6 separate regions of the Mus musculus genome follow, and all the other regions are linked to region 4. Evidence: chromatin contacts called from public HiChIP or PLAC-seq and promoter capture Hi-C data. All regions are on one chromosome and are shown on one strand. The core of a region is the stretch at or near the end of the contact, and the rest is flanking DNA. Distances in the headings are between cores, read along the strand shown. Region 1 holds the start of Klf15 (Kruppel-like factor 15). Region 2 holds the start of Cfap100 (cilia and flagella associated protein 100). Region 3 holds the start of Zxdc (ZXD family zinc finger C). Region 4 holds the start of Mcm2 (minichromosome maintenance complex component 2). Region 5 has its middle 33 kb from the start of Klf15. Region 6 holds the start of Cnbp (cellular nucleic acid binding protein).

What was found. Promoter capture Hi-C pulls out the DNA fragments that hold promoters and counts their contacts. HiChIP or PLAC-seq counts read pairs in DNA pulled down with a chosen protein or histone mark.
Region 1: a contact with region 4 is called in a promoter capture Hi-C map of embryonic stem cells, with 3 times the contacts expected there. The contact joins the promoter of Klf15 here to the promoter of Mcm2 in region 4. A contact is called at or near these places in 10 of 39 promoter capture datasets (3T3-L1-derived adipocytes, cranial neural crest, embryonic stem cells and 4 more), 1 of 115 datasets of contacts at active chromatin or transcription factors (embryonic stem cells) and 1 of 9 other capture datasets (pancreatic islet).
Region 2: a contact with region 4 is called in a promoter capture Hi-C map of liver, with 4 times the contacts expected there. The contact joins the promoter of Cfap100 here to the promoter of Mcm2 in region 4. A contact is called at or near these places in 6 of 39 promoter capture datasets (the 3T3-L1 cell line, cranial neural crest, embryonic stem cells and 2 more) and 3 of 115 datasets of contacts at active chromatin or transcription factors (embryonic forebrain, embryonic stem cells and kidney).
Region 3: a contact with region 4 is called in a promoter capture Hi-C map of liver, with 2.8 times the contacts expected there. The contact joins the promoter of Zxdc here to the promoter of Mcm2 in region 4. A contact is called at or near these places in 11 of 39 promoter capture datasets (the 3T3-L1 cell line, 3T3-L1-derived adipocytes, the HPC-7 cell line and 7 more), 1 of 484 Hi-C or Micro-C datasets (embryonic stem cells), 1 of 115 datasets of contacts at active chromatin or transcription factors (astrocytes) and 2 of 9 other capture datasets (liver and pancreatic islet).
Region 5: a promoter capture Hi-C map of hippocampal neurons shows a contact between it and region 4, with 4 times the contacts expected there. The contact joins the enhancer-like site here to the promoter of Mcm2 in region 4. A contact is called at or near these places in 6 of 39 promoter capture datasets (the 3T3-L1 cell line, 3T3-L1-derived adipocytes, cranial neural crest and 3 more) and 3 of 115 datasets of contacts at active chromatin or transcription factors (astrocytes, embryonic forebrain and pancreatic cancer cells).
Region 6: an H3K27ac HiChIP or PLAC-seq map of thymic regulatory T cells shows a contact between it and region 4, with 5 times the contacts expected there. The contact joins the promoter of Cnbp here to the promoter of Mcm2 in region 4. A contact is called at or near these places in 17 of 39 promoter capture datasets (the 3T3-L1 cell line, 3T3-L1-derived adipocytes, the C10 cell line and 13 more), 1 of 484 Hi-C or Micro-C datasets (neutrophils), 4 of 115 datasets of contacts at active chromatin or transcription factors (cardiomyocytes, embryonic stem cells, extraembryonic endoderm stem cells and 1 more) and 1 of 9 other capture datasets (embryonic stem cells).

Annotation. Positions count from the first base shown.
Region 1 is chr6:90,459,968-90,464,036 of GRCm38.p6, reverse strand. It overlaps Klf15 (Kruppel-like factor 15), which reads right to left and starts at 1,461. Exons shown (of 3, transcript NM_023184.4): 1 at 1,312-1,461.
Region 2 is chr6:90,426,051-90,430,160 of GRCm38.p6, reverse strand. Cfap100 (cilia and flagella associated protein 100) reads left to right here and starts at 1,681. Exons shown (of 17, transcript NM_173775.3): 1 at 1,681-1,782; 2 at 2,618-2,723. The coding sequence starts at 2,672.
Region 3 is chr6:90,368,050-90,372,695 of GRCm38.p6, reverse strand. It overlaps Zxdc (ZXD family zinc finger C), which reads right to left and starts at 3,202. Exons shown (of 10, transcript NM_173002.3): 1 at 2,128-3,202; 2 at 2-154. The coding sequence starts at 3,037.
Region 4 is chr6:88,897,392-88,901,406 of GRCm38.p6, reverse strand. Mcm2 (minichromosome maintenance complex component 2) reads left to right here and starts at 2,627. Exons shown (of 16, transcript NM_008564.2): 1 at 2,627-2,762; 2 at 3,891-4,015. The coding sequence starts at 2,757.
Region 5 is chr6:90,493,785-90,498,304 of GRCm38.p6, reverse strand. No RefSeq gene overlaps it. Among named protein-coding and RNA genes, the nearest start is that of Klf15, 33 kb to the right of the region's middle. Within about 2 kb of position 2,699, at least 48 of the 459 cell types and tissues checked have an H3K27ac peak or open chromatin away from gene starts, as enhancers often do. A contact at or near this core is called in astrocytes, where this site is marked.
Region 6 is chr6:87,849,649-87,853,672 of GRCm38.p6, reverse strand. Cnbp (cellular nucleic acid binding protein) reads left to right here and starts at 2,567. Exons shown (of 5, transcript NM_001347325.1): 1 at 2,567-2,769. Gm44064 (WAS/WASL-interacting protein family member 2) reads right to left here. Exons shown (of 2, transcript XM_030255689.1): 2 at 1,360-3,313. The coding sequence ends at 2,435.

The DNA.
Region 1 (4,069 bases), core at 212-2,711, 1.6 Mb before region 4:
CCCACCAGAATACAAGCAGTCTTGACTGTTCACTACAGGGCTAGATCTAGAGTCAAAACCAGACCTAGCCTTTGCTGAATGTTTCCAGAATCCAGGAGTAAATGCAGGAGTGGAGTGGCCCTAACCGGTTATAACACAGGATCTTAAAACAGTGCTGAGCAACCCTGGGGACACTGAAGTACTGAAGGCCCAGGGGATCCAGGACTTCCTGGACCCAGGACTTGAAAGCCCAAGTGCCAGCGATCAAGCCGGTCCCAGAAAAACAGCAGCACGTGGCGTAGCCAGAGGCGCAGGCTGCGTGCAGGGGGAGGGGGCACCCTGTTCTGGGCACGGTCCCCGGCAGGCCGCTGGACTCCGCCCCCTCTCTTAGCCGGCCAGGCCTGCTGTTTATCCTCCCGGGGACACAGCGGCTGTAGGAACAACATGTAATTGATAACAAGCCGAGAGCCGGCCAAGGGCTAGCCATTGGGTCAGCGTGCAAATCACGGGGGTGGCGAATGGGGGCCGGTCTTCAAAATAAGAGTCTTCTCCCTGAGGAGTCCGAAGGCCCCAAAGTTACTGCCATTCTCGCACCTGTAGGGCGGCGGGGACTCCCCATGGTCGGGGGCAATATCTGAAGGACTCAGTCAAACATTTGAGATTTCACCTTCCCATACCGTGGTAGCAAACCTCCCCTGTGCCCTCCAGGGGAGAATGTTTCCAAGAGGGATGACCTGCCCCCTGCGGCTGCTACCCTCAGCGGTCCCTCCGGTAATGTTTGTTCAGAGGGGCCTGAGGACTCTGCGTGGGGATACGGAACATAAGCGCACGCTGCGGGTACGCGCAAATGGGTGTGAGTTTGTGTCGTGTGATTGCGTGTGCTGGGCGCAGTGCAGCCGTGCGGGTGTCCGCCAGGTGCCCGCGCGTGGGTGCCCACCCGTGGGTGTGAAGTACGTGGGAAGGAGGTGGCTCGGACTCTGGCGCACAGCTTCGGAGAGTACCTTACCCTCCGCCCAGTGACCCCCTTCGCGTCCCCTCTTAGGCCACCGCAACAGTGACCGACAGTAACCTCTCCGCCCCTTGGTCTCCAGGCCCCGCCATATGGGAGCGCAGGTCCAGGAGTGCCACGGACGCGCGTGGGCTCCGCGGGCAGAAGCTGCGCACACCGGATTTGCCCTTTGCAGGCCCGGCGCGCTCACGGGGGTCCCCGCATTTCCGGGGTCCCCTCATTTCCCGGGCCTCCGCGCGTGGTTCCTACAGCGCGCGCCAGGGGACGGCCCGTGATCCCCAAGGGAGGACCCACGCGGCCGCGGTACATCGCGCGTCTCCCACCTGGACTCCGCGTCGCCTGGCGCGGCCTCGCGCGTGCGGCCCGGCTCCGTATGCGGCCGCGCGTCCAGCGCTCCTGGCCGCAGCCCGCACTCCCTGCGGCCGAGCTGGGCGCTCGCCGCTCGCCGCTCTCCCCGCTCTCCGGCCGCTCACGTGACGCCGCGGGCGCCGCGAAGGCTCGCAGGAGGCTCGGCCTCGGGCGCGCGCCCCATTGGCTAGCGCCGCGCGTCACGCGCCCCCGCCCCGCCTCGGCCGCACCCTCCCGCTGCCCACGCGCTCTCCGGTCTCTTCGTGGATCTGCACTGGGTCCTCCGATGCGCACGTGAGACGGGTTCTAGAATCCACTGAAAGCCCGCAGAGTCCCGAAGTGCAGACCACGTGGGACCTCGGGAGCGGAATCGTCCCTGCAACCCCCTCCGCATTCCTAACAAGGCCCGATCTAGTAGGGACCGTGTCTAAAGGGACCAATTGTAAAAATACATCTGGTCTTTCCTCCAGCGGTCATGGTTACTCACGGGAATGGACGCTCACTGCGCTACCCTAGACTTCTGCGACTGACAAACTGCGGAGGTTTGCTGACCACCACCAGTGGCGGCACCTCCCCAAAGACTGCAGGGTGCTTCTGATCTGCAGAGGGAGTTCCAGATTGCAGTCCCAAGCCATCATAGACAGCTTTTGCACCGGTTTAATGAGGAAAGTGAAGCCCAAGAAAACACGTGAGCAGAGAGTGCTGGGTACCCTGCTGTGCACTTTAGCCTACACTGCCTGGCTTCAAACCCGGGCGGCGTGAAAAAACCCGCTGAGAGCGAGCGTGGGCCTTCTTAGCCAAGCAGATAGAGGGCCAGGCACAGCCAGGTCTGTCTTGTCTTTCCCCTGCTTCTTAATACCCAGGACATTTGGACAGACCTTCCTTCCTGGCGCTTCCTACCTGACACTGCGAGGTGGCCAGCCTTTCCCCTTGCTTCTCCAAGCCGTCCCTGTTGGGGCCAGGATTTTTAGCCAGATCCCTTAAATAAGGATCTGAGGATTCTCCAGGTGAGTGCCCATGATCCAGCAGTTAAACTGAGTCTTAGCCAGAGCACGGAAGGAGTCTGTGCTTAGCACAAGATGGTCATCAACGTTCTGATTGATCATAGGCCCAGTCTGAGTCTTCCCCAGTATTCTACAGCCAGTGAATAGCTAGCCAGGGCTAGCACGCAGAGCAGGTGGGGTTGGCTAGTCCATAAAGTTGATTGATCCTATCTTGTCAAGGGAGGGCAGGGTCAGGCTGGGCCAGCACACTTCTCCATAGCCCTGCCTACCCTGGGCTCTGCATTCCTCACACTCTGTCTGTCCAATGTCTCCCACCCCCAGGGAGAAGTGCAGTCAAAGATCAGAAGCTTGAAAGCAACAGTGTAGCTGAGCGGCCTCAGTCCACAGGGAAGATGCCCCAGCTGTCTAGAAGCCATGGCCAACCTAGGACATTCTGCCTAAACCTGAGTCACATTAGGCATCCTTGCTTCAGAACCTTCCCAGGGCTCCCAGCTCACTCACAGGAAGTATATATAACCCCATTCTCTCAGCCTTCCTCAGTCTCTTTTGGGTCCCTTTGTTCCATGACCTCTCTTTCTCAGGTTAACCTGCCAGGCGCAAGCTCAGGACCTTTGTACATGCTGTTTGTCTGAGTATGATTCCCTTCCCAACATTCCCATGGCTCCCTCCTTCACTCAAGTGGCATCTTCAAGGGAGCCTGCATTTGCCCCCTGCTCCCTGCTGCATCCCCCACCCCCCATTTTCCTATCCAGTTTAACAGTTCTGGAGACTTACTATTTTCTAATGTATTAGAAGTTTTTATTTTATTCTGTAAACTCTTGTCTCCTACGGAGAATGTAAGTGGCATAGCAGAAATTTCTATGTGTTCCCAGCCCAGGACTAGAATTTGCATCCCCAGCATCATGTAAAGGTCAGGTAGGTCTTGAAGCTGTCTGTAATTTTAGGACACAGAGGGCAGAGGAGGCAGGATTCCTAGAGCAAGCTGCCCGCTGGACCAGCTGAAATCTGTGAGCTCTGGGTTTGGCAAGAGACCCTGCCTTGATGAATTTAGTGGAGAGAGGTGGGAAGAGTCACCAAATCTTAGCTTCAGGCTTCCACATGCATATATCCACATATGATGTGTGCCCACATATACAAACATGCATGCTCACACCACACACAGAGAAAAGAATTAAATAGGCTTCCAGGGACTTACCCCCTAAACAGGAGATAGTTGGTTCCTGGGGAAATCAGAACAATTTTCTTGTAAGAAGCATAAAAACTCCCACAGAACCTTCCAGAGTTTGCCTTCATGTCTGCTGTGCTCCCTCTCTGCTTCACCAGCAAGGTCTGATCATCCATGCATTCTCAGACAGCAGTCATATAAATCCTAAGCCAGCTTTAGCTCCCACCATAGCCTAGATACCTCTGCATGTGCATCACACTCCAGGGCCAGGATCAGCCTCAGTGCAAGGCATTCCTGTTGACTGAGGGAAGAGGGCACTCGATCCTGACCACCTGAAGGCTCCCATGAGCAGCAACACACTCATTTCCCACCATCTAGACAGAAAAACAACCCAGTGTAGCAGGAAGGACTTATGCACTGTTTTTCAGTCATAGCTAGGCACCAGGGCATCCGACTTGCAAGGCAGACTCTCCCTTGTGCTACATTTCCACTCTTACTAAAGAGGAGGAAAAGAAAACCAGGTGGTAGGTGTAAGCTCTTTGATGCACAAGTGGCTAGGCCTGG
Region 2 (4,110 bases), core at 432-2,931, 1.5 Mb before region 4:
GTAACTGCCTTCACCGGTGTTGACGTAAAACCAGCTCTGCTTCACAGGAAGTAACTAGCCAAACACTGAGCGGCTATGGCCGAGGAACACAGACTTGGGTTACAAGGAAGGGTGTGGAGCTCTCTGCTGTGGGCCTCAGATGCCATCTGAGGACATTCTCGGCCTTTGTGTTGGTAGAAGTTAGAGGTGTGAACATTCCGAGAAGAGTTATGTAACAGTTACAAGAATGTTCTGTCAATCACAGTGGCTGTTTCGAGGGCTAGTATTACCTCAGATAATTTTGGCTCTAGATTTGCAGCATTCCAACTCTCCGCAGTCTTTGAGGTTTCACCGATCACTCTGGCTTGTACAATGTTGAACACAGTGTGCCTTTCTTCTAGGATCTTAGGCTCACATTGGTTCCTCATGCTGAGGGGTGGTGGTTCAGAACCGGACCTAGTCATCAGGATGGTAGTAAGTACTGAATGGATCTGCGCTGAGAACAATACCTGGCTTAAAGGACACCCTGTGAGGGTTCACCGGGGACTCAGGACAGGTGTGCTAACACCAGGAATGGTAGCACCCTCATTTGTTCTCTTTTGGTGGCTTATTTTTCTAAATTCGTAAAAGCCCTCGTGGTGTGAAAGATGAATGATTTCTGAAATATTTGCTTGACTGGTTGAATAAATAAGCACTCCAAACCTGGTGCAGGTTTTACTGTTGTTCTTCCTTCCTTCCTTCCTTCCTTCCTTCCTTCCTTCCTTCCTTCCTTCCTTCCTTCTTTCCTCCCTCCCTCCCTCCCTCCCTCCCTCCCTCCCTCCCTCCCTCTCTCTCTCTTTCTCTTCCTTCCTTCTCTCTTTCTCTCTTTTTCTTTCCTTCTTCCTTCTTCTTTCTTCTTCCTTTCTTTCTTCCTATTATTTTTGTTTTGTTTTGTAGTTTGTCTGGCTATTTTGACAGCCTACTGGGAAGCTGAGGCCAGAATATTGGGAATTCTAGACCACAGTGTAAGGGCCCTCCTCCAACACCAGGCAGGGAGCCACTTGCTTGCAAAGAGTATTTAACACTAGCTGCATAAAAAACAAACAAACAAACAAACAAACAAACAAACAAACAAAACCAACAAACCACATATGCAGGGCCCACCCTTTCTTCCTGGCTCCCCCATGCCCAGCGCTGGACTGCCCTGCGGGATACTGTCCCTTTGGTGATTCAAGGGTCCCTGACCCATTCCAGGATCCTTCTACACTCCTACCCCTGGCCTTCTTGCCTTGGTTCTATCTCTCCACCCACTGGGTGGCGCCAGCGACCCTGAGTAGCGCCAGGAGCTAAGGGAGACTGTCTTTGGCACATTCCTAGCCTGTAGACTGTTTTACCGTCGTCCTCCCCGGCCCCAAGACTCCTAAATATTCTCTGAAGAGCCAGGCTGTTGTCTGTGCCCTAGCTGCAACAAAATCCTTTACGGATGGGCAGGAGAATCTGGGGGTGAAAGAAGCTAGTGCGCTGGGCAAACGTACCCTGTCCCCGGGTTGCAGGGTTGCAACAACCCGGATCGCTCTGCTTCTAGTCGTTGTCCCTTCCCTGAGTCCGTGTCTTCTGCTCTTTAGCTGCCACAGTCCTGCACAGTACTCCGCGCCCGCCGGCCCGCCAGCCCGCCCAGTGTGCCCGGGCCCGCCTCCGGGGCTTTATGACATCACAGCTCCTGTGAGAATAGTTGCCTTGGCGTCGCAAACGCAGTTCAGGACCAGAAGACTGGAGAATTGCCGACCGAGGCTTCGGAGCAAGCTGAGTGCACGCGGCTGGTTGGTGCGCGCGGGGCTGGGCCAGGGGGCTTGGGGGTGGGCTCCAGCGGGGTGGCTGTGGGGCTCTGGTCCGAGATCAAATACTCTATTGGGTCCCTTGCAAGGCTTTGCGTCCTTCGGTGCTCTTTTCCACTTTATCTATGACAGGCCCCATTTAAGCACTGGTCCATTCCCTTGCTGCTGCATTCTTGCCCCAGGGTGTGGTGTGCCAAGAGAAGCTGGGGTGTTAGGAGGCAGGATTCTCTGGTAGTGTTTTGGCTGAGGTAGAGATGCTCAGACTGCAAGCAATCCTGGGCTCCACCCTCGGCCCTGCTTCGTTGAGATTTGGAACACTAGTTGAGCTTCTGCAAACAGGAAAACTCACTTCATTTTGAAGGGAACCTAGCATAGCATAGCGTCGGGAGCTCTAACAGGTGGAACAGAGGGCTTGCTTCCGTGCAGATTGCATTCTGGAAGACATATGCAATAAAAGTCTTGTAAGAGGTAACCACTTGACCTTGTAAAGAAGAAAACGAAGGGTCATTACATGCATTGGTGCAGGAAGGTCTCTCAGAGTGACATCTGAGCCCAGTTTTAAAGGGAGAAGTCCCGCCCCTCACCCTTCCAACCTCACCTAGGTGAGAGGCTCCCCAGAGGCTCCAGGCAGACCAAAGCTGGTGTGTTCCGAGAACAGGAAGATATGGGCCAGCCTTGCCCAGGAGGGGAATAGTAGATTCCATTAAACCTGGATACAGGGAATAGGCAGTGTTAGTCCACATAGTGGAAATGCAAGTCACTCAGTTCAAAGTGGGCTGTGGGTTTGGGGGAACCATCCTCTCAAGTACTGTGTCACTCTCCAGGCGAGAATCTGCTTCAGCTAAGGCCAAGCTTTGCACACCGGTTGGTCCTCAGCCATGGCGTTCAAGGCACGGTCCTCTAGGTTCTCCGTGAAAATGGTTGAAGACAGTAAGTACTGAGCTGGGTGGGGGCTCCTGGAGGGCAAAAGGAACCCTGGGACAGTTTGGTGTAAACTCACTCAAATACTGACGTAGTTCTAAAGCAACACTGTGCATGCTTTTCCTGTGGCTATCGTGATGCAGAACCCCACCTAGGGCTTCATGGCTTAGCTGGTAGAAGCCTGTTGCACAGCTTTGACTGCCATGAGAAAAAGGAGCACAGGGCTGGTGCCTTCTGAGGTTTGTGGAGAGTCTGACCCAGGTGCCTCTGCCTTCTGTTGGGCACTTGGCATCCTGACTGCCCTTGGCCTTAAGGGCGCCACCCACTTCTGCCTTTGCTCTTCCATAGAGTTCCTCCAGTGTGTGTCTGTGCCCCAGTGTCGTCCTTCTTATCACTGTGAACTTGGGTGTATGCTAGAATGTTCTCAGCTTTCCTAAACACATCTGCAATGGCCTTTATTTACAAACAAGGCTGCATTTTGAGGTACTGTGGGGATACGGACTTCCGTGCATGAACTTGAAAGAACACATAGTAGACAGTAGCAGGTAGGGAGAGATGCCACTGTAAAAGCAAGCCTCTCTACTTCTTTTCTGCTGTGGCTGCTAGGCTGAGTCTAGAGGAGGAGAGCTGGCTGGTCCCCAGGTCAAGTGACATGGATGCTTGTCAGTGCTCACACTAGGAAACTGTGAGGTGGACAGTGTTATCATTCCTGCATTGTCTGCTCCCTTCAGCTTTCAAATCAGAGCCACCTCTTTTCTTTTTCTTTTTTCTTCTGCTTAAAAAAAATGTGTTTTTAGGGCAAGTCCTCCATAGTCCAAACCTATTGGAAAGCCTACCTCCAACATCTCCCCGGACACCACAGTGATGCTCAGAGCCATCTCCAAGCGAGCTCTGTTCACATCTGAGCAGAAACATGAGTCTACAGCTTGTCTTTTCCCCCACATAATAAAAAATGCCCTCCCACCCCTGCCTTTCCCGTGAACGGTGGTATATCCCTGTAACGCCAGCACTGGGGCAATGCAGCAAGAGGATGGTGGTGAGCTTGAGGCTAGCCTGGGCTACATAAGGAGACCCTACTGAGGATTGTGAGTCTGAGGCCAGCTTGGGCTACATAAAGAAACCCTGTTGCAAAAAAAAGCTTTATTTTAAAACAAAACTGGAGACATTTCATGCTTCCGAGCAGACTCAGAATCCCACGGCATGAACGGAATGTGCTTCATCACCAGCTGCTACCAATGGAGACTTTGTGTGATTTCACAAGATGAACTATTATACACACTTGCTCCCTAAAGGATATTTAGAGCCCCCACTCTCCCATAGTCTCTCTCCTTTTAAAAACAAGGCTGCAAACAGATGATGTCGCCTCTCATCCTAGAACAGTACATGGTCAAAGCAA
Region 3 (4,646 bases), core at 1,953-4,452, 1.5 Mb before region 4:
CCTGTGTGACTTCGCAAGTGAATTTTCAGTCGGCAGGCTTTGTCATATTGTTTATTGCACCCAGGAAAGGAGCAGGAAAAGAGCTCTTGCTCCCTGAAGTGGGCTCGATTATGGGAAAACAGGGCACTCACTGTGATGAACGTCTTCTCACAGCCTGAATGAAGAAAGCACAAGCTCAGCTCTCAGGACAAAAATCACACAGTGCAGCTCACACAATTGATAGTGGCAGTTCACAATGAACAGACAAGGAAAGCCATGCCTCAGAAACCAGGTCTGCAAAGCTAGGTCCAGCAATGCTTAGCTTTCTAGAAGGCACAGAAGGTCCTGTCGCACATGTGATATGCAACACTCAGGTCACCTGTTGCAGTGTGATGTAAGAGTAAGAGGTTGTCTTCCAAACATAGCATTTGCTGGCCACTTTTGTAGACAACTCTGCAAAAACTAGGTTTGTCTTTTACAAACTCAGTTGGCAACGCTGTCTGAAACCAAAGAAATGAGCAGGACAAACTAAACACTAACCATCAAGATTTAGTCGGACACAGCTTTGCAGGGCTGCAACCATCCTACTAGCTCAGATTTTCTGTCCCACTAGAGTGGGAATCTGCATCCTCCACACTTTTCAATTCCCTCCAGCTTCTGCAACTGACACCCCGCATCTTACCATCTGGTTCCTCTTTATCTTTTACCCATTTATTCAGGTTGCCAGCTTCACCTCTGTTCTCACAGCCCCATCTCTAAAATACAATCACTATACAGCCCTACATACAAGTAACAGCCCAGGGAATTTCTGCTCCATCCAAAAATCCTCTTCCTTAGCCTCAAGCTGTCTGCTTTGCTATTTAGGGTATATGTGATTAGGTTAATCCAAACATTAGCATTCTCTGCCTTAGCAACAGTCCTCACCACCCCCTATCAATAGGCAAGCTCTTTCACCCTGACTCTGTGATCTTTTCCTGAAGCCCCACACCATTCCCACTGCCACTTCCTAGCTCATGTTGTCAAAACAACCTCTCCTTGACTGGACACGAAAAGGTGGTGTTCCCCTGCTCCTTCTCCCAGCTTCTATGGAAGCCTAAGTGATCTGCCAGCACAAGACCCTCAGGGGCACCTCATGCTTTTAAGTGAGTGGACCCCTGTCCTTCCCAGTATGATAGAGAATGGTGCTACCTTTGCTAGGGTGAGAGCAGCCATCATCATTCTCGGATTAGGAAATGACTGCATGTTTTCAATCATCAGCCTGATGATTTCTACATCAGACTCTATCAGATATGATGTGCACGCTAGAATACAACAGTAGAATCTGTTGCTTGTACAAGTTAAGTCTGGTTCTTCCTCCCAGCCCCATACAACACACAAGATATCCTTTTCAGGTGCTATACCCTACATATAATAATAATCTTCATATGAGAATAATCTACAATGCACATTACTAGTGCAGAGTGTATATAAATGTTAATGTGCAAGCTAGATGCTGGCTAAAAGTAAAAAGAACAGACATGATTCCAGAAACTGATTAGTCTGTCAAAAATCAGTATAAAAGACACAAAAACAGCTGTGTCACACACCGGCTCCTGATGAAGGAGCATCACTCTATTCATAATATTGGAAAGGACAGGGGTCTGATCCAATGTTCGAGGCGTCCTTGGGAGCTCTGTGTCCTCTAATCAATGGGGCTTCCAGAGAGGCTGGAGAGGGACCAGAGAAGCACCAATGTGTGCTCATTCCCTCAGTATTTTAAGGTGGCATATTTCGATTTATGTATCTTGGACCTCTGACTCCTCTGGTATTGTTGAACGAGTAGACTGAGAAAAATAAAGTCCTGACTCAACTCTGAGAAGAGGTCACTTCCAATGTAAGCATCTTAACAAAGGTTTGTACCCTCCCCACGGATAGCTGCGATTGTGCATGCCACTTGGCTGTAGGAACCCAGAGCTTCATATCTAAGTACCTGAAAGGGACTTCAAAACAAACACGGGAGTGTTTTTGCCTTATTCTCATTTAGATCAGGGCGCGTAACGCCTCCACCCCGACCTCCGCAAACCCTGCCCAAACAAGCGACAGTTTGGCCCTTGGGTCCAGACCCCGCCGGGTCCCGCCCGCCCCGGCAGGTCCGCGTCTCCAGCTTACCGGGGAAATCACACTTGTAAGGCCGCTCGGGCTCGAAGTGGCTGCGCTGGTGGGAGTTGAGCTTGGCGTGTGTGGGGAAGCGCTCGGCGCACACCTCGCACTTGAACAAGCTCTCCTGCTCGTGGCCCTTCATGTGCGCCTTGAGGTTGTAGACGGTGGTGAACTTCTTGCCGCAGCCGCCCACCGGGCAGCTAAAGGGACGCAGCTTGTCATGCGACTGCAGGTGCCGTTTGAGCTTGTAGGAGGTGGTGAAGGCCCAGCCGCAGCCATCCAGCGGGCACTTGAAGGGCCGCCGGCCCTGGAGGCTGCCGTGCGTCAGCAGGTGCACCTTCAACTGGTGCTTCTTGGCGAAGCTCAGCGCGCACTGCGGCTCCGGACAGCGGTAGGCCGGGGAGCCAGCGCTAGCGGCCACCGGCCCGCGGCGGGACGCAGCAGCGCTCGAGGGCTCCAGGCCCGGGGTGGTCGCGGGATGCAGGCTCGGGGCGGCTGGCGCGGGCGCCGCAGCCAGCGTGAAGACGCCGCGGTCGAAGCGCACCAGGAGGTCCTGGTTGTGGATGGTGACCGTGCCTGCCAGAGCTGCGCCGGGGGCGGCGGCCGGGACCTGTTCCGTGGGGCTCGCGCCCGAATCGGGCTCGGCCTCCTCCTGACCATGGGTGTCGGCCGCGCGCGGCACTTCCAGCAGTACCACGAAGGAGTCGCCGCCGTCCTCCGGGGGCGGCGGGCTGGGCCCCGGGGCCTCCTCTGGACGCGGCCCGGGCCCGCCATCTTCCGGGCCCCTCAGCAGCAGCAGGCGACGGCGCCCGGGACCGGCACCGAGGGACGGCCCCGCGCCGCGGCGAAGTCGGCTCGGGCCACCGCCATGTTGGTCTCCGCGCGTGGCCGGGGCGGCCAGCACCGCCGGGAGGTCCATCTTAGGCCCAGCTGAGGCGTCCGAACCGCAGCCACCGGAGAAGAGCTGCCCAGCCCTGCCAGGCATGCGCGCGACACCTAGGGTCCGCCCCCCGGGAGCCTCTGTCAAAGCTGAGCTTAGACTACAGCCCAGAGTCGCATCTCGAGCTGCGCGTGCGCAGGAGCCGTGGGCGTGGGCGTGGCGCGCGAGGGCTGTCGGGACTGTAGTCACGAGGAAGCCCAGGGGCTGGAGCAGGGGCGGAGCCTCCAACTTGTCTTGTGCTTGGAGTCCCAACTTGGAAAAAGAGGGTCTTCAGATTTGGGCTCCTACTTTTGCATCTGGGTAGCGCAAAGGAATGAAAACTGATTGCGTTTCTTAAGAGTTCCTGTGCCCTCTGTACTTTGAAAATACGAGCTAATTCAACCTGTGATTGCCAAGTGTAAGGAAACAAGTCAAGTTTACCTGTGGCCACATGATCCAGAACTGACACTCAGGCTTTGAACCTCTCCACTTTGCTTGTCATCTCTCTATGACCTCGCCGAAGAGCGCGTCTATCTGCTGCTACTGTGCCACCGACCTGATTTGCCCTGTAGCAGGTCCTGATGGGATCCCTACCTAAACCACTAAAGACATTCCGTGTTTCCTTGATATATGTCTGCCTTCTAAGTTGCTGGTTGTTCCCTGAATTCCACAATCCCCCTTGTCTCATACGGATTCATCTGGAATCACACCACTCCTGTCATCACCACTCAAATTCAAACTTATTTCACTCCTAGGTTCTCAAATAGCTAAGGAACCTGTCTTCCGCTCCACCTTTACCCAACTGTCTCCCCGCCCCCACCCATTCCAGTCCTTTCTGCCTCCAGCCTGTTTTCTGTAGGTCAGGCTTTAGTCTTCTGAAAGTTCAAATACTATTAAAACTTTGCCAACCTGCCATTTGCACCTACACTGGTTTACCCCCATTTCCCACCAATTTGCCCCTTAAAATGCAAGGGTATCTCCCTCCCCCTGTGTCTCCCTGAAGAGGGATGGAAATATGTCTACACAAAAACTACTTGCATGCTTATAGTAATCTTTGTTACAACAACTCGCCAGGGGAAACAATGCAAGTGTTCATTGTCAGATGAATATATATTCATACAGTGGAATATTTTTGAGCAATTACAGAGTTTTGCAAGTTATGTCATGACCAAACCTATGAAAAATATTTCAGCCACAAAAGAGAATGTGCTATAATGCCATTTATATGAAATGTCTAGAAGAGCTAAGTTATACAGACAGTAGATTAGTGGGAGATGGGGAATTAGGGCTAGCCTCTAATAGGGATGGGTTCTCCAAGGAGCAAAAGTTTTTGGCATTAAAAGTGTTGATTGAACAGCACATCTGATATACAAAAGCTACTGACAACAAATGACAGCAATGACACGTCTGTATGCTTCTATTAAAAATACATTTAAAAAATGAGCACAGAAATAGCACATCTGTTTGTGAAAAACCTTACCTGTCTGTATATGTGCTTATGCACTCTGTGATGGTTTGGATATGCTCGAGCCAGGAAGTGGCACTATTAGAAGGTATTGGAGTAGGTGTGTCACTGTGGGTGTGGGCTATAAGACCCTCCTCCTAGCTG
Region 4 (4,015 bases), core at 1,378-3,877:
CTCAGCAACACCTTAGAGGTGCCTCAGTGCTGGTTAAAGATGTAGGCACCTGTTTATTATAGGATCCCAGGACTGCCCCGTCCTGGTCACACAGGGGCTGGAATGACTCTGGGCCTCTTTGTGATTGGTCCGAGACTTAGCATCCCTGAGACTTCCAGGTTAGTCCCATTTGTCCATTTTGGTCTTAGTCACAGAAGCTGGCTGTGCCTGCCTGCGCCTACAAGGTCTGTAACAGCCACCCTGAAAACCATCAAGAGCTCCCAACTTCCTGCCAAGAGAATACAGTGCCCTGTTTAGGAATAATAGCAAAATACATGTCCTAGGCCCTCCTTGACCTCCAGGTGTCAAAAAGGCCACAGGAATTGAACTCAGGGCTTCTAACCATGCTCATAACCACTAAGCCTTTTCTCCAGCACCTGTCCCCAAACCCCACTGTCAATCACAAGGGCCTAGGGACTAAGCAAACGGGGTGTGGTGGGATGATATGTTTGTAATCCCAGTGCTCTTGAGGCTGAGACAGAAATATTGTCTCACACACCTTTAATCCCAGCACTTGGGAGGCAGAGGCAGGCGAATTTCTGAGTTCGAGGCCAGCCTGGTCTACAGAGTGAGTTCCAGGACAGCCAGGGCTACACAGAGAAACCCTGTCTCTGAAATAAATAAATAAATAAATAAATAAATAAAAATAAAAATAAAGAACTATCGTCTCAAGTTTGAGGCTAGCCAGGGCTATGTCTCAGAAGAACAGTAACAGTATGTCACTCTGCACTTGACCCTCTGGAATTCGGGGCTCCATGTGTGATGTCTGGGAGATTTTTACGGCATTTGCTGAGTGATGGAGGTCATCGAATGCCTCTTTCCCTCTGGCAGCAGAGGCAGTTGCTCCTCCATCACTGTGGCCTCTGCATACAGGACAGTGTGGCATCCAGGAAGTCACATGAATGGGGATCGGTCAGGTAGTGTTCCTGGCTTGCACCAGTGCAGGGTATGGACAGCTGTGCCCATCTTGGGAACCTAAAGCATGTTTGGGACACTGGGACCCTCCCTATGTCAATCTCACTCGCTGTTCTGATCTTTCAAAATTACAAACCACACCTCTTTCTATCCCATTACAGTAAAGGGATTACCCACCTGCAGGGTCCTTCCAGGCCTGTGGTGACTCTACCCCTCTCCGTTGTCACCAGGTCTAGCAAGGCCCAGGCTACTTGGACTCTTCACAGAATGTGGCTCTGGTTTATCTTGTCCATGACACCCTGCTAGTAAGGATGGGTAAGCATGGAATGGCAGACCAGTAATGAGAGATTCTATAAAGGAGGAAGATAAGTTGTTTTTTGTTTTTTTTTTTTTTAAGAATTGGGTGCTTGTCATATCATTGGAACTTGTAGGGGCCTAGGGGCTTATGGTGGACACAGTCAGCTTTTCAAAGAACATATCCTATTATGGTGGCATAATATGCTTTCTATTTTTTATTTATTTATTTTTGAGTCTCTGGCATATAGATGCAGTACCTTCCTGCATCGATAGCAGCTCTGGGTACCACAGTGGCATCCAGCAGACAAGAGGGTGTGGATTCCTGTCTCAGAGGTCATACTAGCCCATCTCCCTAAGATACCCTTTAGCACCTTGGGGTATCTCTTGTACTATAAAGCCTGCAGATCCCCCTTTCTGAGCGTCCTTCCTGATTTCCTCTCTGCCCTACACTAGGTTCTGTGTGGGATTATTGATGCTGTGCATACAGCAGAAGTCACATCCTGCCCAGTAGCTGAGAACCAGATGCCTAAGACTGTAGGAACAGTAGCAGGCCTCTCACTGGAAGCACTCAGCCTGTCTCTGCCCACCTCGTCAGGTGGTAGCTACTGATTCATCCTACACCTCGATTTAACAGATCCCTCAGGTGACCTCATGTCAGGACAGAGCTCCAACTCCTAGACAGACTGCTAATCTGCAGTCTGAACTCTCCCACCTTTCCTGGGCATTACAAGCTTTGAACCAAGGGAGTGGTAATCCCTATATACTCCCAGCCTTCGCTGTACTGCATCACGCACCAGGCCCTTTTCACCTGGAACATCCTCCCCATACCTTTGCCAACTGCAGCCAAGTACAATTGATTCCCACTTTGATAAAAGCCCACAGCAGCCTGGGTGCTTGAAGGATTGAACCTCAGTGCTTTGGGAGAGGTTGATGCCAAATCAGGAAGAAATCAGAAAACAAGCTGGGCAGTGGTGGCCCACGCCCTTAATCCCAGCACTTGGGAGGCTGAGGCAGGCAGATTTCTGAGTTCGAGGCCAGCCTGGTCTACAGAGTGAGTTCCAGGACAGCTAGGGCTACACAGAGAAACCCCAGCCTCGAAAAACCAAAAAAAAAAAAAAAAAAGAAATCAGGAAACAGTCTCAGTTGCAACAAGTGGCCATACCGACACTTAGATACCTAGGTCACACTCTAGAAGGCCGGATTGGTCCTCAGAGCCACTAGTGACCCAAAGTCCCGCTTCCTTGCCTTAGCGTGGTAAACGCTGAAGGGTTAAGCCTAGGTGTGCAGGAGGCGAGGGCTCAGCCTTTTGAAAGCTGTGGGCGGGGAGCGGGGCGGGGCTTTCTGGTGTGGGCGTGCCCAAACATTCTAGCCCTCCTTCCGCTCTAGATTGACGAGGACGTAGTGACGTCTGAGTCCTCCCGGCGCTTCCCGGGCATGGGCGGGTCACGTGGTCTAGTTTTCGCGCGAAAACCGGTGGCAGCTGGTGCGGTGGAGCTAGCGCAGACATGGCGGTGAGGAATGGGCTGATCCCGGGCGGGCGGTATTCAGCGATCTCGGCTAGCTTGGCCGGTATCTTCCTCTAGTGGCAGGCTTGAGTGCGGGGCTACCTGCACCAGTCTGGGACGGGTCGTCTCTGCTCTCCTCATGTGTCTCTAGGCCCCGGGTTTACACGCACTTATGGTGGTGAGGCTGCAGGAAATGGAACCCAGAGCCCCGCGCATGTAGGGAAAGCCGGCTACCACGTAGCTGCGTGCATCCCTTCTCTCTTGAGAGTCTCATAGCTGGGCCGGGGAGGCGTATGCCTTTAATCCCAGCACTAGGGGGTTACAGGCAAGCGGGTCTTTGAGTTTTACAGAGTGAGTTCCAGGGCAGCCAAACTGCACAGAGAAACCCTTCCTCAAAAAGAAAGAAAGTAGAAAGGGTCCCACTAAGTAACCCAGGCTGGGGTTGAACTCGCTCTGTAGTGCGGGTTAGCCTTGAACTTGGCGATCATCAGGCTTCAGCCTCTAGGTATTTTGGATTTCATGCCTGTGACATCAGGCCCGGCTTTCCTACTCTGTTTTGTTTTTTTTTTTTTTTTTTTTTTTGGTTTTTTGGTTTTTTGGTTTTTTGGTTTTTTTTTTTTTTTTGGTTTTTTCGAGACAGGGTTTCTCTGTATAGCCCTGGCTATCCTGGAACTCACTTTGTAGACCAGGCTGGCCTCGAACTCGGAAATCTACCTGCCTCTGCCTCCCAAGTGCTGGGATTAAAGGCGTGCACCACCACTGCCTGGCTCGGCTTCCCTACTCTTACTGTTAGCGTTTTCATTAAAGGTTAAAGATCTGTTCTTTCCACCATTCACTTCTAGAATAGTGTTCCTTGATGCCTCTTTTATCTTCACCTCTTGTTTCAGCACCCAGCATATTGTGGGGTTTGGGCTAAGTGGGGTGTGAAAATAGATTATAAACAGGTTTTTAAAAAAAACTACATAGCCCCCGAGGTTTTTCATAAGACAGACATGGACAGATCTGAGGGACTAATATGTCCCTGAGAACAATGCCTAGTGTACAGGAGACAGACTGTGGGAAGGCCCCATGGTAACCAGGAGGCTGTCAGCCTGTGTCCCTCCAGTGTCTGATGGCAGACTTTTTCTCCTACAGGAGTCTTCTGAGTCTCTCTCAGCATCTAGCCCTGCCCGTCAGCGGCGCCGGATCAGTGATCCCCTCACCTCCAGCCCAGGCCGCAGCTCCAGACGTGCTGACGCCCTGACCTCCAGCCCTGGCAG
Region 5 (4,520 bases), core at 1,450-3,949, 1.6 Mb before region 4:
AAGTCAGGGTGGGAGGCAAAAGAGTGAGGGAAGAGACGGCCCTGGTTTTTTTTATAAATAAGGGGTTACAGCGCATGCGCATGGGGGGGGGGGCTACAGACCTCAAGGAGGCTGTGGAAATGCTGCACCTGTTGAGGATATGTCCTGCCGTCTCTAGGTTGCTGAAGGTGGGATTAGGCGTGGGGTTTTCTAACCCCTGGGTCTTGGGATCTCATCTGTATCTCTGCCTAGATGCTGGTGTTTAAAAATGTGTATGTGTCTCAACTTAAGATGAGATCTGTCTCAACAAAGTCTTTAAAATTGCATTCCACACAACCAACCAGGGTTTCATATTTACTTTTTACACTTGTTTGTCTGTTTGTTTGGGTGTGTATGTGTGTGCTATGTCACATGTGGAAGACAGGGGATAACTTTCAGGAGTCGGCTCTCTCCTTTCATATGGGTTCTGGGGTTTAGACTTGGGTCACAAGGTTTGGTGACCAGCATATTCACCAGCTGCCTCACCTGCCTACGTTCAGTTATTTCTCAGCTCATTTCTGTGCTTTGTTGTCACTGGAGCAGAACTTACATCCCCTCTCCTTTTGTCTTATGTTTATTGGTATTTTAGAAGGAATCTTTTGAACTTACGGAACACTTCTAAGATAATTTAAAATTTTATTTTATGTGTGCTTTGTCTGCACTTATCTCTGTATACCATGCATGTACAGTGGCCATGGAGGTCTGAAGAGAGCATTATATGCCCTAGAACTGAAGTTATAGATGGGTGTGAACTGCCACAGTTGTGCTGGGAACCAAACCCAGGTCCTCTGAAAGAGCAGAAAGCAATCTTAATCACTGAGCCTTCTCTCCCACTCCTGCTGAACATTTCTTAGCTTTAGTAGTTTTCACTAGTTGATCCCTAACTCTGGAAGAAGGAGGAGGAGGAGGAAGAAGAAGAGGAGGAGGAGGAGGAGAAGAGGGAGAAGGAGGAGGAGGAGGAGAAGAGGGAGAAGGAGGAGGAGGAAGAAGGAAAGGAGGAAGAAGAGGAGGAGGAAGGAGAGGAGGAAGGAGAGGAGGAAGAGAAGGGGAAGGAAAGGACGAAGGAGAGGAGGAGGAGGGGGAGGAGGGGGAGGAGGAGGAAGAAGAGGAGGAAAGCATCCCCCTGGAAAAATGATCCTCACCTCTACTGCTAATGTTTATATCTCTGATAGTTTCTAGGCAACATCATTGGTTAGGATCTCTGATACACTATGAAGATTAGACAGGAAATTTTTTCTGTACCAGAAGGAACGTGACTCCATTGAATGCTGACCAATCACTGAGCTGTTTTACAAGGCAAAACCTTTGCACACGTTAAGGTGGTTTGGTCCTCCTGGTAACACTGAAGACCAAGTTCCATCGTGACCCAAGGTTAAAGAAGCTGGAGCATGGTGAGCACTAAAGGAGACTAACCCACAGCTAGGAGACGGGACTGGATCAAGTCCAGAGCTACCTGTACTGTTCTGCGTGTTGTTCTGACCTCCCCCCACCCCATAGTGTAATGGGTGGAAGTATGCTTCAAGCCCCTGCACGATCAAGTTCAAAACTTTGAATGCATGCCCACAAACTTATTTCTGTGGGGTAGGACAGACTCCTAGTTGTCCCAGGCAGGTTTCTATCACGTGACAAAATACCGGGCCTGGGAACATGAAAGAAGAGACCTTGGATTCTACTGTCGGAAGACTGAGCAGCCTCTTGGTTGCACTTTCTGGGGCTGAAGTGAGGTGGGTCTAACCTGGTGGTGTGGATGGGAGCTGACTTCATGGTAGTCAGGGAAGGAGAACAGAGAAGCCAGGACAGGATGCAGCCCAAGGGCATGCCCCCAGTGACCTACTTCCTGCTTTTAGGCCCTGACTCCTAGTATTTCTACCACCTCCCAAAATAGCATCCACAGCTGGAGATCCAGGCTGCAACCCTTGGGCCCACGGGGACTCTTTATATGCAGCGGGAACATGACTGGCTTTGATAAGAATTGTCTTTGTTTCATAAACACAATTGTCTGTTTCTCACTGTGCCTAGTAATCTAGTGAGTTACATTGATCAATTTTGTAATGATTCATGCCACATTCTTTAGTGGTCTTTAATTTTGTCACAGGGGATTATTTTCATATTCTGCTATATTTGTTTTGCTGGGAAGTGAGATTTCTTGGGTTCTACATTATTTACATTTTAAGTATCTTGGGTACTTGACAGTTCTTTAGAAAATTATTTTTCCTTGAGATATTTAAGTGTCCACATTCTCCTTTTGTGAGGAAAATGGGGTAAAATGTTCTTTACCATGCTTTTCCTTCTGGACTCTTGTATGACACCTCTGTCACCAAAACTCTTAGTCCCCTTCCTTTAGTTGGGGCCAGGGTTTCCTCTGTGGCCAGTGAAGCAGTGGGAAGACTTAGGGTAGTATTGGGAGCTGTGGAGAGAGTCCCAGTTTCCCAGCTGGGAGGCTGAGTCACTCGCAGTCTGTGTGAACTTGATAAGTCTGCCTCCCTGTAATGGCCCCTTTGCCTTTTCCCAGAGAAAGAGAGGCTCCAAATGGGTGCCCCCAGCTCACTTACTTCATTATCTTGAGCCTGGCTCTCAACCCCAGGCCTGGGGGGGAGACAGAGCGCCTTTGAGCTCAGGCTGGCGCGAAGGAGGGCCTGAGTCCTGGGCTACCAAAGTGTCAAAGAGAGAATGCTTTGAAGAGGCCCTGCCCTTCCTGAGGCTAAGGCTTAGCTCCTGTCATCCCTCAGGGATTCTGCTGTGGTGGGACAGGGGTGTTCTTGCCAGCTACTTGTTGTGTGTGCTTTCTTCTTTCCTTAGTCCGCCCCCCCCCCCCTGTCTGTTTCCTCTATAGCCCCTTGTATGAGCTTTACTGGGGCTACAGAAAGAGGCACTGTTTGGTGTGGAGCCAACACAAACTCCAGCTTGCTCTGGAGCCTCTGTCCCCCACTTGAGACTCAATCACCACAATCAGTCTGCGCATGGGAACCTCCCTTAAGGGACCCACGGTCCCTGGCTCTAAGATGCTGGTCAACACCCTAACCACTGTTGTGTGCTTAGCTCAGTCTCACAAAAGAAGAACTGGGTCTCAGCACTGAAAGTCCTGATTCATTCCCTCTATATACCAGTGCTTCTTGGCCTTCCTAATTCTGTGATCCTTTGATACAGATCCTCATGTTGTGGTGACCCCAACCATAAAATTATTTTCATTGCTATGTCATCACTGTAATTTTGCGACTCTTATGAATCATCGACAGAGTGTGGCAAAGGGGTCAGCACCTACAGGTTGAGAACTGCTGTTCTATACCCTAAAAACCACATAAAGACTTTACTCTTCCTGCTCCTCTGGGCCTGCTGTCCCCTGCCCCCTAGTCTTCAATTCCACCCAGAAGTTTGACTCTTCTCTCCTGCCCCAGACTGCCCAGCATTCAGAGCAGACTCCATTCTGCCCTGCTGGATCCACATTAGTTAATGGCTCACTGTGCACAGCTACCCAGGATTGCACAGGGCTTTGCTCCCACTTACCCTCATGTATGGGTAGAAGTTCTACTGCTATGGACAAAGCAGGGGTTCCTGTGTGAACCCATCTCAGCCTCTGGGTTACCAAGTTTTATGGCCATCTTCTCACTCCTGGAAACTTCTAGGAAAATCACACATGGAACAGGAAGGAGGTGCGGGGTGGAGCAGCACACAGGGCAATGTGTGAGCGGTCATGCAGGTGGCAGCAGGACGGGAGAGTGGGCCATGGGGAAAGGGCCAGGGCCCACTGGGTTGCAAAGAGTGAGCTAACTTGAGATTTAGGGGCTCAGATGTCTTTTCTCTGTGTGAATAGTTAGTAATGAAGATGATGAGACAGGCCTGCTTGAGAAGAGATTTTGAAGGCAGAGTCAGCAGGAACACTGGAGCAAATACTAAAACGGCTTGTGGGTTCACGGCCTTTTGTTGAGCTGGGGAAAAAAAGAGGAACAGGCTTGGTATGGCCAAGAGAATTTCAGGCAGAAGGTGGCTTAGGCTGCTACTGGTGCAAATCATTACCAAAACAACTCAGGGAGGAGACGGTTTATTTGGCTTATACATCCACATCAGTGTTCATCATCAAAGGAAGTCAGGATAGGAACTCAAACAGGATAGGAGCCTGGAAGCAGGAGCTGATGCAGAGACCGTGGAGGCGTGCTGCTTATGGCCTGTTCCCCATGGCTTGCTCAGCCTGCTTTCTTTTTTTTTTAATTAATTAATTTATTTATTATTAAATATTTTCTTTACATACATTTCAAATGCTATCCCGAACGTACCCTCCCTCTGCCCTGCTCCCCTACCCACCCACTCCTGCTTCTTGGCCCTGGCATTCCCCTGTATTGGGGCATATAAAGTTTGCAATACCAAGGGGCCTCTCTTCCCAGTGATGGCCAACTAGGCCATCTTCTGCTACATATGCAGCTAGAGACACGAGCTCTGGGGTTACTGGTTAGTTCATGGATCAGCCTGCTTTCTTATAGAACACAGGACCACCAGGATGATACCAC
Region 6 (4,024 bases), core at 1,318-3,817, 1.0 Mb after region 4:
CTGAATGGGAAATGGAGAGTTGGCAAGTGTAGCTGCTCTACTGTGACCTGTTTTAAGGACTGAATCCTGCTGAGTCATAGCGCTGGTCCTCTCTTCAACATTCAGTACTTTCTTATGGCCCCTGCTAACCGGCAAGTTCTTCAAGAGCAAGGTCTAGAGGATAACTGAATACCTTTGTAACCCAGGTGACACTACGCACAATGCCTAACATTGAACAGGCATGGAGGATGGGTAAAACACATCCCAAGGGCAGAGACTAGAGCAGGAGTCTATTTCTTCAGCATCATTGACAGCTTAACTTAAAAAAATATACTTTATTTATATATTTTTGTATGTATACGCTTGTGTATATTTGGAAATGTGCTATCCCATGTGTATAGAGGTCAGAGGACAAGTTGGGGGCGGAGGAGCATCCATTCTTTCCTTCTCACATCTGGGTTCAGAGATCAAGCCCAGGCTGTGAAACCAGGCAGTGACAATGTTACTTGGTGAACCGTCTTGGTTGACCCACAGCTCAGCTTTTGGTAAAGCTGTTTTGTTTTGTTTTGTTTTTCTGCCTTATTTTTAAACATTTTGTGTGAAATGGGTGGACATATTCAGTAACTACAAGTTAACTTCCATTATAGATCTCCTTGCCAACTATCACAGTGCCTCATGGCCAGTCTGGTTCCATGAATAGTGATAATTAGAGAATGTTGGGCGCCAAGTGAAGAGTCATCAGTTGTCACACCACCACGCCCAGTTTCAAAGCAATTTTTAATATAAGAAACATTCCATCCCTGGGCCTAAAAGAAAGATCAAACAGTTTATGTGTGATTGTGCTTAAAATGGTAAATTAGGAACAAGTCAAAAAATTATTAATTTAGACTGGTATGATGTCATGCACCTTTAATTCTAGTAGAAAGAGGTAAAGGCAGGCAGATATCTTTGAGTTCGAGGCCAGGCAAGACTACATAGTGAGATCCTGTCTTAAAAGCAAAAAGCAGTTTAGGGTTCTCGTGTTTTGAAGCAGTAGGGGCTTCATATATAGCTTTGCCTTATACATACTCACTGCTAGAATTTATGAAGATGCTGCTTGTCTGCAGTTGCTTTATCTGCAACGCTCTGTGAGTTCAAGATCAGCATGGTCTATGAGTAGTGAGTTGCAGGATGGCCAGGGCCATGTAGAGACCCTGCCTCAAACAACGAGAACAACAACAAAGATTTATGTGTATGTGGCTGGGTATATTTATGTGCACCTCCTAAGTTAGAGGACATTAGATCCTCTGGACCTGGAGTTATATGTAGTTGTTAGTAGGATATAGGTGTTGGGAACTGAATTCTGGTTCTCTTCAATAGCAGCATGTGTTGTTGCTGGTGTTTTTTTTTTTTTTTTGTTTTTTGTTTTTGTTTTTTTTTGCTTATTTTGAGACTGGGTCTGACTATGGTTGAACATTTTGTTCTTCTGTTGAAATGGAATCTAGAGTCTTGTGCGAGACAAATGCTCTTCTAAACCATATCTACAGCCCAAAGGTCTTACTATGTAGCTATGGCTGACCTGGGACTTGTTATGTAGATTAGATGAACTTGGACTGACAAGAGATCCTACTGCCTCTACTTCTCAAGTGCAAGCGACTAAAGGTATGCACCACCACGCCTGGCTGCTCTCAACTTCTAAGTCATTTCTGCAGGCCCATGTGTAAGTTTAAAGAGTAAGTCGCTAGCGGAAACTAAAATCTAGACAAATTTTAGTACTTTTTAGAACTCAAGAGACTTGAGATTTCCAGATTCTTCATGTTTGTATTAAAAAAATCATTAAAACGGGACAGAGTTCTAGAATGCTTTAGTTTATATAGAAATTGTCTTCAGGGTGTGTGGTAACGCTAGGGAATCAAACCCAGGACTTACAGGAAAAATTTATCTTCTGCTTTGAGGACCTATGACTACACACACAATCTATTTTGGAGACACCATGAAATGCAAACGACGGTCACTCCTGAATGGGGCAGCCCAGGCAATAACTTTCTTGGCCTCCTCTCATCCACAAATCCTAGGGATGTCATTCATTATGGGTCACAAGAAGTGTTGTGACACAAATCACCTGTCACCATCTTCAACCTCATTAGGCATTTTCATTTGGGGCTATTGCAAGCCAGGGGCACTAGCAGCGCGCTGTCGGTTTATACCCAGGAAACACAAAACCCAAACGCATCTCATGGACCGTAACGGTAGCCACAGCCGCTTCTATGATCAGGCCACTAAGACCTTCCCCCAAACCTAAGTGTGTGTGTATTGGAACCTGGTCTGCTTCTGAGCCCCACCAGGCTTAGGGGAGGCCGGGCAGGGGGAGATTGGCTCCCGCAAGCTGCGACCACTGCCCGGATCAGCCCCGTAGGCTGGAGAGAACCAGCAAAGGTTCGAGGGACGAACTGCTAGTAGGAAAGCAGCGAACCACTCATCGTAGACACGGAACCCAGGTACGGGCGGGAAGGCCGCGAGCGCTGCGGGCCGGAAGAGGCTGGGCGTGGAGCAGTCCGCCCCGCCCCTGCCGCCCTCGCGCGAGGCCGCGCTCCCAGCGGGCGATTCTGATTGGCTGGCCTGGCTTCCTGCGCTGATTGGATCCGTGGGCGAGGCGGAGGAGAGCCGTGCGCAGCGGCGTGTGTGGGGCCGTGTGCAGACCCGCGTGTGGCGCAGGCAAGGACCCTGAAAATAAACAGCCGCTGCTTTGCGAGTCGCCTTCTTGGTTCTTCGTCCGAGTCTCCTCCGCTGTGGGCAGCTCAGACGCCGAAGGTGAGAGGCGAGGGTGTAGCCTGCGCAACGGAGGTGGCGGGGTTGGTGCGGCCGAGACGGACGGAGGGCCGGAACTGCGAGGCGCGATGGCGGCCGCACCTCGGCCTGCGCCCTGCTGCGTCAGGCGCGGGGCTCGGCCCGAGCGGCGTCTCGGCTCCAGTTTCTGGCCCGCCGTACTGTGGCGGGCGTCCTGTCCGTCCTGCGGCGCTGGCACTAGGGCTGGAGCGTGGGGCCCTCTCTTGGCCCCGAGGGCCACGCAGGCCTCATCCGTGTGGCGACGAGGCCCGGCGCCCTTGGGGCCGAGGCGAGGAGAGTCGCGCGCGGGCCTAGCGCCGAGGGCCAGTGTGGCGGGAACTCCTGGAACGGGGCGGTGTGGCGGGGGCGAGAGCCTGGTCGAGGTGGAGGTCCCCAGGCCGAGCGCCCGGTGGAGGCCTGGCGGGCCATGTGCCAGCGGCTGCGGGGCCTCAGGACCTGGCCTGTGACGAAGCCCGCGCACGCCGCTGTAAGGCTTGGGAGTCTGGATTCGGTTCTCTGTACTGGCGACCTTTATTCAAACTCCTGATTTCTTGTAGTTCGTATTCTTAAGCAGCTTATTCGACATCGTTAGTCAAAAGAAACCACCTTTCCCTGGATCGATGAGAGTCAAGTCTTAGGTCCCTCACCCCCCCCCCCCCTTTTTTTTTTTAATGGAGCGGGAACCGGGTGGATAGGACCCGTAGGTTGTCAGGCCTTTAAGGCCATCAGGGTGGCAGAAGTCCTTGCCAATATTTCTCGGATTAAATGGATATAAATTACAAGAAAGCCTCGGAAGTAGAGTTGGCAAAGATCAATCTAGATTTTTCATTACCGTGAAAACCTGTTTTAGGACGGTTTAATCGTTCTCACTTGGGTTTAGGTGTTGATTTTATAGGTGAAGCCTTTTGCCTGTTGCCACATGTCAAGCACATGGCCTCGGCCACCAGGCACTTTCAGAGGAAGTGACTACATCTGGGGTGGGGGTGGGGGTCTTGGAAAAGGAGACATTGCACAGCAATCGGCTGGTTAGGTTTTTGCAATATTCTTGAAGACACAAAATAGACAAGAAACCACGACACTCAATCTGACTGCATTAAAGTAAAAGGGAATTAAGTTATATCCCCAATTTACCCCCAGATGTAGTTTTATGTGATAAAAATTACCATTTCCTGTTGCTTGACCCAATTCTGGAGAGACTTATGACAATGGATTAATTTTAAATTTGCAAATTTGTTAGCCA